Linked DNA regions of Hordeum vulgare: region 2 is linked to region 1. The links are chromatin contacts, called in public Hi-C maps. All regions are on one chromosome and are shown on one strand. Each heading gives the region's core, a stretch centred on a gene start, on an enhancer-like site or on the middle of the called end of the contact. The rest is flanking DNA. Distances are from core to core; before and after follow the strand shown.

What was found. A called contact is a pair of places that touch in the nucleus more often than the background predicts.
Region 2: a contact with region 1 is called in a Hi-C map of seedling, with 2.2 times the contacts expected there. The contact joins the promoter of LOC123452619 here to the promoter of LOC123452611 in region 1. A contact is called at or near these places in 2 of 6 Hi-C or Micro-C datasets (leaf and seedling).

What each region holds. Positions count from the first base shown.
Region 1 is chr5H:543,507,055-543,513,375 of MorexV3_pseudomolecules_assembly, forward strand. LOC123452611 (indole-3-acetaldehyde oxidase-like) reads right to left here and starts at 3,051. Exons shown (of 8, transcript XM_045129295.1): 1 at 2,630-3,051. The coding sequence starts at 2,783.
Region 2 is chr5H:543,801,675-543,808,545 of MorexV3_pseudomolecules_assembly, forward strand. It overlaps LOC123452619, which reads left to right and starts at 2,878. Exons shown (of 2, transcript XM_045129310.1): 1 at 2,878-3,292; 2 at 3,378-3,571. The coding sequence starts at 2,960. The coding sequence ends at 3,292. It overlaps LOC123452618 (25.3 kDa vesicle transport protein), which reads right to left. Exons shown (of 6, transcript XM_045129309.1): 2 at 6,157-6,400; 3 at 5,450-5,610; 4 at 5,209-5,355; 5 at 4,789-4,865; 6 at 3,945-4,354. The coding sequence starts at 6,344. The coding sequence ends at 4,271.

The DNA of each region.
Region 1 (6,321 bases), core at 1,801-4,300:
GATTTACAAAATGCTTAAATACATCGGTACATTTCTCATATGAGTTACATAACACCATTCCAGATGCAGGATTGCAAATTCAGTTAGAGAGGTGTGCTTTGCTAGCTAGGGTTCCATATTTTATTTTATCTTCAATTCTGCGAACAAACAACGGTGGGAGCCAGTATTGAAGCAAGCTCCGGGCCCAAAAACATAGACAACATCAAATAACTTTGCCGCTTACAATTACCCAAAAAATGCCTAATAACATTCCCAAAAAGAAACCACTTGCGAAAACATGCAATATACTGTAGAGCTCGGTTGCTTAATATATGTACAAGTTGAACTCGATGCTTAACATTCCAAATGAATTTGATACAGAAACGCATCAATTTAGTTCAGCAATACATATAAGAATACCATACACTGATACATACAGAGAGACTCCATAGACAAACAATTTTTTTTAATAAAATTTAAGTTTAATGCACAGGGAGTTGTGAGAAAATTACCAAGCATATGAAAAAACAAGTTGGTGTAGGGCTGTTTGGTTGCCCACAAGCACTATTGGAGTTTTCAGAGTTTTCACTGAAAGAACATTCGATTGTGGAGTCTACGGCAATTTTTAAGTATCTCAGATAAAATTTGTTGTGTGGAGCCTATGGTCTGATTAGTGAGCTGTTTCTGCAAAGTCATGATAAAATTTGTTGTGTGGAGCCTATGGTCTGATTAGTGGACAAGGATCTGGGACAACGACATGGGCCAAAGCATGGTACTGAAAGTCTGAACCAGAGTTTTCTAAAGTGGGACAATGACATGGGCCAAAGCTGCAGCATTGGGGACTTGACCACCTAACGGAAATGATAAACAATTGCAAATCGGAGAATATATTGGTCTAGGTCCAATAATATGGGTCCAATAATATGGGATAGGTGGATGCTGGCGCTGCATGCCTGCTCCACTAGCTATGAGAAAAGTAGAAGAGAGTGGCTTTTCTGCATCCACGTACATTGCATGCAAGATGCATCCACAATTAAAAACTTAGCAAAACATTTTTTAAAAATCTGTATTCTTATGACTGTGATAATGACCAAATGTTTTAGGTGCTTGTAAAATTTAGTGGCAAAATGACATCCGAAGAGCTCCATAAAAAAAAATGAAGTTTGTCCTGAAACATGTGAACAGTAACATGGGTGCAGCGCATCATTTGTATTTTGTTTTGTATGGAGATCGTTTGATTTTTTTGGTGACCAAATCCTGCAATCTCCTAAAACATTTGCTCATAATTACATTCATGAAGTTTTAGATTTATTTTGAATTTTTATTCTATATTTTTAAATTTTACTATTTACTTCATGGGTGCACCGAAGCTGGGCGTCCAGCCACTACTTTCCAAAGTAGAACGGCGGCTAGCGTATCCGGCCTTTTCACTCCATCATGCCTGATTGAACTGTAAAGTACGTACAGAATCGTCTTAACTATAACCTCTGTGTTTAAATACAAGACGTTTTGACAGTTCAAATACATGTAATCTCAATTCTCAAACAAAAAATGAAATATGCATAGTCTCTGAATCATCACTAGCGAAGCGCAGCCGTCGAAAGTAAATAGATAGTACGGTTGCGTTGTTTCAATTTCTGTTCGTACTCTGATTGCTGTGGCTGCAGCTCGATCTTGGCAAATCTCTCAAATGGATGTCAAAAATGCTTTCACGCTCTGTGACACTGAAATGTTCACTTGCATGGAGGGTTTGTTTCGTTGAAGTCACCCATGCATAGCCATGGCAACTCAATCGACATGTTCTATATATGCAATCGCAGAGGCGAAGTATTATTGTCAGCCTGGACTCGACACCCAGGGCTGTGCCGATCCGCTTGTCCCTCTAGCTCGTATTATAAAAAGGCCTTTTCAAGCATATATGCTAGCCATTTAAAAAAAAAAAACAAGTACTCTCTTTGATTTCCGTGTGTGGTGTCAAAGTGTTGAGAGCTGCTGGAAGATAGTTTTGCTGAAAAAAAAGGCAGGAAACATTTTCTTCTCACATGAAAAAGGCAGGAAACAAGTGCCCCGACATGCATATTCGTGGACTTGTGCTGCTTTGGTGAATGAACGACAACCATAGCTAGCTGGCTAGATAGCTTAGCCAGGCATCACCAGAAGAAGAGAAGAAACGGAATATACGCCACACGGACATGGACGTGTCTTAGCTAGAATCGGTGTGCGCCGAGGAGGAGAGCGATAAGATTTTTGCACAAAAAGGAAGCACTACCCGGCGTTTTTGTGGTTCATCGTCGTTGCTGTGGATTTGTCTATGTATGTACAGTAAGATATAAAGAGAACTAAAACATGAAAGAAACCGAAAGGGAGAGGGAAATAGGTGGCGGTAAGAGTTTCTGTACACGTGCACGTAGGCACCACGGCACATGGTGCGCTATACCGACCGCCTATAGCTCGATCGACGACTTGTAATTTAAGCTTTATGATATGAATGAAACACCTAGTATCATGAAAAAAACACTCGATCGTCGTTGGATCGGATTAATTTGGTGTGAGCTGTTCATCTGAAGATTCTCACCGGTCGAAACTGAAGGAATCAAGCAAACGAGCTAGTGGTCTGGATAGTGAAATGGAGGCTCAGGTGCGCACGTACCTTCGCCGCAGCCGAGCTTGGGCCCCCTGACGGGCGTCCGGGTGCGGAGGAACTCCAGCAGCGTCGTCGACGGGTCGACGCCGGCCGCCTCCCGCCGCACGCCGTTCACCGCCATCACCACCGCCGCCGCCGCATCCTTCCCCAACGACCCCATCGCTCTCTCTCCCTCTCTCTCCACACAGCCCAGAGCCTCTATCCTCTATACGGGGCTTTGCTAGAGCGGTAGCGGGAAGAGGCTTGGGACCTTATTACTACTGGTTGCTAAGCTATGCAGTGACGTTGGACCGGGGGAAAGCGACGGGAAATGGCGTGAGCCTGCGCTCAGCGCGCACGTACGTTTCACGTGGAGGTGGAGGAGAGACGGGGGCGGTGATCGATTCGATCGTCGTGTGCGTTGGAACTTGGAAGAATCCGGCCGGTGGAATTCATGGATCGAGGCCACTACTGCACGCTGAGCTATGTGATGCCTGTGATGCCATTGCTAGCTTCTCGTGAACCTTTTGCTGTACCAGTCAATCGGTGGTGCTGGTACTCCTACTCCACTCTCTGCGCAAGAGATTAGGAGGATCGGGAAGGTGATAATAATATTTAGTACTCCCTCCGTTTCATAATATAAGTTTTTTTTAGAGATTCCACTAGAGGACTACATACGGATGTATATAGACATACTTTAAAATGTAGATTCACTCATTTTGCTTTGTATGTAATCTCTTAATGAAATCGCTTAAAAGACTTATACTCCCACCGTCTCAAAATAACTGTCTTAAGCTTAATACAATTTTGTATTAAGGCTAGTACAAAGTCAAGACAGTTATTTTGGGACGGAGGAAGTATTTAGCAACGGAGGGAGTGTGCAATGCAAAGGCGTCAGTGGCGGGCAAGATTTGCTTCGTTTTGCTCCTGTTTGTTTGTTTGTTTGTTCTTTATTGATCACCTTTTCTTCTGGCCCGCCGCTGGCAGCATCAGCGGTGGTGTAAACTACGTGTCACCGGCTTATTTTAGGAGGCAGCAAGCGCACGAGAGTTGAGCCAACCGCAATTCTTCCGCATGCCTCCGGACAACTATCCGGCCCGCTATGACCAACTCCAACGGGTCCACTCAAACAAAAGGTGAATTTGTTCGTTTTTATCCATTTGGATCGGTCGTTCGTCCGGTGTCCGTTCTGTTTTAGATTTGGATCGACAATGCATCCAACGCGTCGATCCATTTCATGTCCGCAATTAACATTAAAAAAAGCCCGCGGCCGATCATGTCAGTGGCCATGTCTCATGTCGGCACCATGCCAGCGCCGGCATACAATGCCGGCTTTAAAAATTAACACCACAGTTCATGCTGGCGCACTCGCCAGCCGGCCGGCACACATGCCAGCGCACAAAAAAGGATGGGACTTGAGTTCGATCACGCCATCGCGATCCCCTGGTCATGCCAGCATACCTGTCGGCATAAAAAATGATGACGTTCGCCGCCATAGATCACTCCTCGTCGAACTTGAGCATGTCGGCCTGCATCTTCTCGAACCACGTTCTCTTCCTTGGCGACACGGTGTTGAGATCCACCTTCATGATCTTCACCCCGATCATCATGCTTGCGAGAGCTACTTCTTTGGCCTTAGTCTTGGCGTTCGCGGCCTCGATCTCTAGCATCTTGGCTTGCTTCTTCGCCTCCATCTCAAGCATCCGTGCTTGCTTCTCCACCTCCATGTCAAGCCTCCTCCTTTGGATCTCCAAGAAGGAGTTCATTTGCTCTTCTCTTTATTGCCGGCGCTTCTCCCCCCTTGAGTCCTTCTTGGTGATCATGCCCTCCACGGTTGCGATCAAGGCGATCGATGCCGCATCCCGCCTGTCCTCCTTTTTGGAGTTGGTCTTTCTCCGCGACCGAGCCTTCTCGCCGTCCCCAACCTCCTCCACGGCTTGCTTCCCACCACGCGACTTGAGGGCGGCATACTGCGCCTTGAACTTCTCCTCGTCTTTGATCACCCTAAAGCAATGGGAGAGATTGAAGCACTTGCCATTGTGTTGGACCTTGAATGCCTCCAAATCTTGAAATGCCTACAAATGTATTTCATGCAAGCATATTGGCAAAATGATATGCAAACGAACACCCAAAGCATAAACTTAATGACACAAAAAGAGGGCGGCTTGCTAGCATACCATGTCTTGCACGTCGATGCCGCTCAGGGGGCGGGCCTTGACGCTCTCAAGAGTGGCACAAAAATTGTTGCACTCTTGTTGGATCACCCTCCAACGCTTCGAAATGGACACCCACCCGCACGCGCTTACTATTTGGTACGACGGAAACTTCTTGCGCTCATGGAACTCACGGTGAACACGAATCCAAAAGGTTGAATGATTTTGTTCGGCGCCCATCTTGGGGTCTTGCCCAATGCCTCTCCAACACTCGCAAAGAAGCTTGTCCTCGGCCGCCGTGTATGCCTTGGTCCGCTTGCTCTTGCGCTTCGTCTTCGTCCCGTCGGCTTGGTTGGCGAGCTCGTCCTCAAACAAAGGCTCCGCTTCAATGTAACACTCGTCCTCTTCCTCTATCCCGTAGTCCTTCGGGAACTCATGGTCGAGAGGAAAGCCATCCAGGTCCAGGACGACCTGATCACGCATGAAGGCGGCCTGATCTTCATTGTAGCTAGTGGATGGCTTGAACGCCCCTCGACCATCCTGGCTTTGTGTCTCGTCGGGATCGAAGCCAGCGGCCTGCGCACCACCCTCGAAGATCATGTTCTGCATGTAGTCGTCGTCGCCGGGGGCCGACATTCCGTCGAACAGGTTGCACGCGCCCGACAAGTGGTCGGCTGGCGTCTGCCGCGCGTGTTTCCTCGCACCTCCTGCTGACGAGCCAGCGGCCACCGGTGTGGCGTTGAGGTCGATGGTCGCGGGCGCGGGCGTGGAAGGCGCGACCACGCTCACCTCGGGAGAGCACTCCTCCGAGAGGCGGGAGGCCTGCGGGTAGACATGGAAGCTGGGCACCGGGTTGCAAGCCGATGCGCCAGGCGAGTCAGGCAAGACCGTCCGAGGGAAGGCGGCTGAGCCGGTGGTGACCGCGGCGGCCACGGTGGCGTTGACGAGGCCGTGCTGGCTAGGGTTTAACCCCAGCATGCAGAGCGCCTCCCTCGTTACCGCCGCGACGCAGGCGTTGGTGACCTGGGGCTGCACGGCGGCCGCCGCGATGGCTTCATCCCTCGCGTTCGCCGCGTGCCTCCGGTCCTTCCTCTTGGCCGACTCCTTTGCCCGTTGTTCGGGCGTCAGCACCTTCTTCGGCTTCGGCACGGCGGCCTTTCGGGGGGCGCGAGGCTTGCCTTTGTCGGACGAGGCGAGGAATGCAAGGGAGGCGAGGCCGGCGGCGGTGTCGAGGTAGAGGTCGTCGTCCATGGCAGGCGTGGGGCGGGAGCGCGCGCGGACGGGAGGTTTTGGGGGGAAATGGTGGTGGATGCCATCGACCGGCGGGCCAGGGAGAGGAGTAGGCGCGCGCCCGTCTGTCTTGTGTCCGCGTCGATGCAAATCCGGCTCGAAATTGGACCGGGAATGGGTTGCCCTGGCGACCGCGCACCCGTTTGGGTCGGTGCGTTGGGCTGACTTTTGTGTCCGCGCCGACCCAAACGGACGGCGGCGGACGAAATGCGTCGCCCCATTGGAGTTGCTCTAAAGTCGTGTAAACTGTCCCGTATCGGTCTGTGGTATGATCCG
Region 2 (6,871 bases), core at 1,628-4,127, 290 kb after region 1:
AAGTACCTAGTAACAAATGTATTACTTCCATGGCATTCATATACCCTTGTTGAATTACATATGGTGTTTAATATGTAACAATTGTGCGATTGAAACTCCTCAGTAAATGTGTGCTAATGGTGAGATGTGAATTTTGTCCATGAGAAGGGCAAATTTCACATGCACCTACTCAACTTCAGCAAACAATGGACATGTCCTCGTCAATGGGTGGAGGCAACTACTTGAGAACTACTACATGGAAATTTGACACGCGTTTGTCGCCGTATTCCACCATAGACCTCAAGGGAATTTCTCAAAGGTTTAAACTGCTAGTTATAGTTGCACTATAGCATTTTGGGTTAATTGGCATAGCTCACTATCATCAATAGTTAAACATATTACCTTATAAGTTTGCATGGGCCCAAAATAACATGTAATCATTCGTACACATTAATTTTACCCAAAAAATATGTTTATAACTAAGTAAAAAATATAAACTCTAACAATGTATCGTCCAATTTTTGTTGGGATGATGTTTGATCTTGGAGCATAGACTAGTTGGCAAGTGCTTCAAGGTGACTCTCACCGACACTCACAATGTTGCGAGCAGAAAATAGAATAAATTATCTATCTAATTGATTAAACAATGGATACTCTTTAGTCTTACTTGGTTAGTTTTTTATTTAGGCACTTATTTTTTTACTTTTCCCATAAACGTTGTTCTAAATCGTTTCTGAGATAGCTGACATGGCTATAGCTCGGACCTCATCACGATGCCACAACAGACCGCGATTTAAAAGCTTGGACTTTCCTATTCCCCAATTAAACTTGAATGCAATTTATGGTTAAACCTAGTGTTGAACATGTTGTATGGTTAAACTTAAACATGCATTATGGTTAAAGCTAGTGTCGAACACATTATACCGTTGAACTTAAATGTGCTTTATGGTTAAACCTGGCATAACATTTAGACATTATACTGGTGCTTGTGATAGCTTTCAATTAAAATTTTGAGTGATGCAACATTTTTCTTTCATTAGCAACATAGAATATCTTATATATCAACTCATTGCCAAGGGATCATTTGTGCTACCATGGTAGTATTTAGAGTTCATTTTTTTAGCCAAAAGTCTCATCTTTTTGCTACCATGGAAGTATTTTGGGTTCATTTTTGTTGCCATGGCAACATTTATTAGGCAAAGTGCTCATTTTCATTGCCATGGCAACATTTATGAGGAAACATAGAACCCGTGTTTCCTACGTGGCGAAACATGAAGAGCTAATTATCTTGTCTTTGATTGGCATCAACAAATGTTGCACACCCACGCTTTAGGATTGTTCTATTCATAAGTCGAACACGGTGTATATTACGAGTAGGAGCTTCTAGTTTGAGAAATGGTAATGTATGGCATCTTGGACTTTCTCGGAATATGAAAAAAAAACATCCAAGGTCTAGATGAGCGACATTTGTTGATGTCAATTAAATAGAAGAGAATTATTCTTTATGGTTCGATACCTAGAAAACACTTGTTATAGATTTGCTCATAAATGTTGACATGACAGCGCAAATGAGCACTTTGGCTAATAAAATGCTGCTATGGCAACATAAATGAACCCAAATGTTTTCCATAAAATTGGAAATTTAGCCAATAAATGTTGCGATTGCAGCACAAATGAGCCCAAAATGTTGTCGTGGTAGTAAAAATGAGCCTTTTGACTCAAAAATGACTCCAAAATAGCTAAAATGAGCCCTTGTTAATGTGGTCGTATAGAAGCCGGTTTTGCTATGTTGCTATATGTTTGGTATATGTGCTGATATTTTTGCTCCTTGCTAATATATTGACATATTTTATGTCTTTGTCTTCAACAGTTCCGCCCCTCCCTGCCCCACAACCAAGCCGTCGTCGTCAACCTAGACATGTTGTGCAATGCTTGTAATAGATATCAATGTATTGCAATTTCGGTATTTCGAATCATGTAAAACGTTGTTGTGGCAACCTTTTCTTTGGCATGGGGGAGGTTTCCGGTGGTGGCATAAAAAAATATTCGATTCTCCATGCCTAAAGATCTGACGTTCGTTAGATATTCAGGTCATTGTTTTTTGAGAACTGGCAACCTTCCTTGGCGCCACAACTAATATCTTATGGTTTGATGATTTGCACTTCTAAGGAATCATCCCTAGCCTAAGTTTGTCCATCGCTCAAGGCTTTCCATCTTTTCAGATGGGCAACTCTAGTGGATCTATGAAATCTCCAACTGCAATCAACTTCATGAGGATGTACATGTCGCCGGTTCGGTCCAATTACGGTGTCTTTGTTGAAACTTTGTTAGAATTTTGTGTTCCAAAAGTTGGTATCATGAAGTAGACATGTCCCAGAGAGTTTATTCTAAACTGCAGCGGTTGTCGCCTTTGAATAAAGCTACATGATTTTCTCAAAGATGGAAGAAACAATAATTCATACGGATTTCGGTCATGGCGCTTATCCAATTTGATTTACCTTTAGTAGTTTTGGCATTTTGAATTAAAAAAATCAGTATAGTTAATTGCTTGATCTTGACTCTTGAGCCTCGTCATTGTTTGAAAGGTATGCATGGTGGAAGAGCTTATTATATACAGTATATATATTGGTGTCCAATAATTGCAGGCAACAACAAGAAGAAGAGGATGGTACGATGGATGATGCTTCACCGATCACCGATCACCGATCACCGATGACCAATAATGAATCAGCCGTAGTACCAATTCCATGAGGGGTTTGCAGGAAACGGAAAGGATCGCGTCAATAATGGGGAAGGATTTCATGTCCGTGCGTGCGTCGTCGCTGTCAGTGTCAGGCAAAGCACGCCCAGCCCGCAAGTGAAAAGGGAGGGGCGTCCATCCTTCCCCTTCCCCTTCCCCTCCCGTCGCCCCACCCACCCCAACCAAAGCCCACTTGTCGCCCCCCACCTTGCCTTCCCCGCGAGGCGACCGACGCGGAGGATGTGCGAGGGGCGGCGCCCCGGCCACGCGACCCGGCCGCCGTGGGCGCTGGCGGCGGAGCTGCGGCGGAGGGAGGCCGCGGCGGACGCGCGGCTGGCGGCGGCGCGGGCGCGGCTCGCCGAGGCGCTGGCGGAGCTGGAGCGGGCCCGGGCGCGCGCCGCCGAGCTGCAGCGCCGCCTGGAGGAGAACTACGGCAAGCGGCGCCGGCTCAAGCGGGTGGTGGCCGCCACCCGCTTCCGGATCCACGAGACCCGCGCGCTCCTCCACGACCACCAGGACCCGCAGCCGCCTCCGCTGCAGCAGCTCCCCGCCGAATCCGATCCCACCTCCTAGGTGATTAAGCTCCCGTGATCAGGCCGATCGATCCACCAGTAAACTGTAGTAACTATCTAACATGGTCCTCTTGATTCGTCTGCAGGCCGCTGGGTGACGTCCTGCGCCGAAGGCCGACGAGATCGGCGGCAGACTGCTAGCCTACACAGCTACTGATTTCATTCCCCTTTCTTCTTCTTCTTTCCGCATCGGAAGCTAGCTAGTAGCCCTAGTAGCTAGCCTCTGTAATACGAATGTTCCATGGAACATCAATCAATCAATCAAAGGCGGCTTGTCGTATCATTCGGATACAGTGACTGAAATTAATCGGTAATGATCATGTCTTATAACATGTGCCAAGATCGATCTTTCAGCTCCGGTCGTATGAGACGAGCATGTGGTGTGTCATTCCCTTCAGTTGGTCACGCTGAAAGCAGCGCAGCTGGGCATTCCCCTCCCTTTTAGACCATGAGTTGCCTGCGATCGCAAGGAAAGAATCGAATCTGGCTGAGCAGACGCACCGCCCACAGTTTGACTGGCTTAATCTACACAAGATAATGCTACATTGGACAAAACGGTGATGCTACAGCGTACTATATTACTATTACATACATAAAGCATGCTTTATCTTTTGCACCGAGAAAATAATAAGTAAACAAACATGGCATAAAAGTGCAGGAGCGACGGAGTATAGTTCATTAGCCTGAATTCTCAGATGAGTCAACACAACAAAATATAAATCCCGATATCGAAAACTCAGACTCTACAGAGCTCTTGTATGTATGTACGGTTCCCAGGATTCACAAAATCATGTCCGCCATATGGTCTACACTACAACGAATTCATTCGCTTAATAGCTGCTTGTAAGGAGGTGTAAAGGTAGCTTCAAAGTACTCGCTTGAACAGGCAGATACGGGATACAAGTCATCCAAGCATCTCTTGATCCAGAATTTCTTTCTCCAGTCTTCTAACACAGGCCGGCTACCTTGTTTGGTGGAATCACCATATCTTGTTCTTGGCCCAGAACAGTATTATTACAACCCCGATCACGATGGCAACGGGGGCATACTTCCGAATGAAGGCCTGAAAAGCCCAGATGAAGCACAATACACATAAGGACAAATCAAAACACTAAACGAATTATGCGAATGAAAAAGGACCAAGACAGCGATACAATTTAGGGACTATATACAAATGTGGATTTCCAAGCTAATATTTAAGACTTCCATAAAGTACACTCTTGAATGTAAAATGCAAAAACCCAGTTAAATTTCTCAAGGGCACAAGTCTTAACTAAAATTGCAAATGCTTGCCTTATTAATTTACCACGTCCATGGAACATATATTTCTTTGATGCTTCGAGGGCAAAACTAATGCTAACGAAATTGATAATTATGGCAACATATTCAACAAACACCACAAAAAAATGATAATCCTAAGATGGAGAAATGTTCAAATTCATTCCAACTAACAAATGTATATATCACAACAGCTTATGCATTGAGCACAAAGATTACCTGGCGATTGAGATCCTTTGCCTTATCAGCATAGATTCTCGTGTCAGATGTCAACCTACTTGACATTTCACTAACCTCTGCAAAAAATGGAAATACACAAGAATGGTAAACAGTTACTTGCCAATACAGTCAAACTTTACAATGCAATGGAATGTCATGAAAAGGGAAATATTGGAAGCATCTTGTAAAACAAAACAAAACAAAACAAAAAACTGGGTGCGCAAAACCGGAAGTAAAGCTAAGTAGATAATAGTAATATAGTGTGAAAGTTTTTAAGACAAGTAGTAGATTAAGGCCTACTGGAAGGACAGCTCCTCGGTGCTAAATCTGATTATTAATGCATGACACAAACATCTACCAGTTTCTCATGGCAGCAAAAGAAAATGAAGCAGTAGAAACAAGAGAGATTTCCAGACTTACGATCAAGCTTTTCACCGACACCAAGAACTTCTTGAACATTGCGAGTCATGATTTGATGCACCTCATAGAGCTCATCGTTCAATTTCGCAATGTTCCTCTGGGTTCTGGTATCCAAATACAGTTTCTTAGTCTTCTGTATGTATGTATCTAAATAGAAAGAAACATAGGTTGTCAACAGTAGAACTTGAGAGGGTGAATGAAAACGATGCTTGCAAGTGAGGTAGGTATTTAAAAATCCTACCAAATTTAATAAAAGCGTAAGGCCTTGCAGCAGTTTCAATTTGACTCCCATTGACTCTCTCAAATTCATTTTTCAGATCTTCCAAGTACTGGAATGCAAGTTTCTTTGGATAAGAACGGTCACACATTGTTAGATAACATACTCGGCCTTCTATGATGTAACTGCATATCTGAATTAAGGTGGAACAAAAAAATATCACAACAACTGGAAAAAATTAACACAAGCTAAAAGTATATATATATATACAACATCAGAGACGCCTCTAATAGGAAACTACTAAAGGTAGATGACTTTGCATACAAAAACCAAGATCAGTATGACCAGTATACCAGAAATATCAAGACCAGGAGTCACATAGGTCTCTGCTTGTTTAAATGTAGATCATGGCTAGTAAACAAATGCTGACTCCTCTGTGACCAAAATGATACAGATGTAATGACTAGCTAAAGCATGCCGCATCCATGGTTTATAAGTCAGTAAAGCGACCTAAAGCGAGCACCACCCGCTCTTACGCTTAAGCGACGCCTAAGCACCTAAAGCGGGCGCTTAAGCGCCTAAAGCGGGCAAATATCTAAAGCGCTGCTAGGGCTAAACAGAGGCCGTGTCTACTAATCTGAATACATAATAATGGCATCACGTGTAAATGTAATGCCTAGGATCAAGCATCTTTTCCGAGCAGAAAATAGACCGCGGTTAACTTAGGATACTGGAAAAAGTATGATCCGGTCTCAATTGACATCCGTGAGGCTTCATGTTGCCCCTTTGACAAGTTCTTGAAAAGAAGTTTAGCTTGCTGCTTGTAGAAATCAGAGTCCTTCTGATCCCGCCCATCATCGAGCCCTTCTGCCAGCGGAAGGCCATCAGTGACACGCGCTATCATTGTCAGCTTCACCATTTTGTGAAGAACACCAGAAACCACTACAAACTATATGGCTGATGGCGAATAGAGATCTGCAAAGCAGAGCAAGGAATGAGTAATTCAGACATAGTCCAGCTCCAACTTCTAGCTTGACACATTTATCGCTGGACATATCAAAATTTCTAGTGACTTAAAAAACAAAGTGTGACCAACAATCAAGTAATCAATGTCAGTTTACAGTATCCTGCTACAATCCTAATGGAACAACTTGCTCACCATTCAAATTCGCATTGGTAATCACTCAAACGGAATACTAGATTACTCAGTTCACGGACAACGCGTATTCGATAGTCACATGTATTTAATAAGTGCAGGCACATCATTACCAAGCTAAATTACTCAGTTCACGGACAATACATCTTCCCTAGTGACATGAATTGAAAATTGCAGGCGCAACACCATTACTTGAGAATTGAGAGCCATACAGAAAAACAAAAAGGAGCATGCATAAACCCCTTCTCGCTCTCCACTGAGTACCCAAAACATTGCATGAGCCGATCACA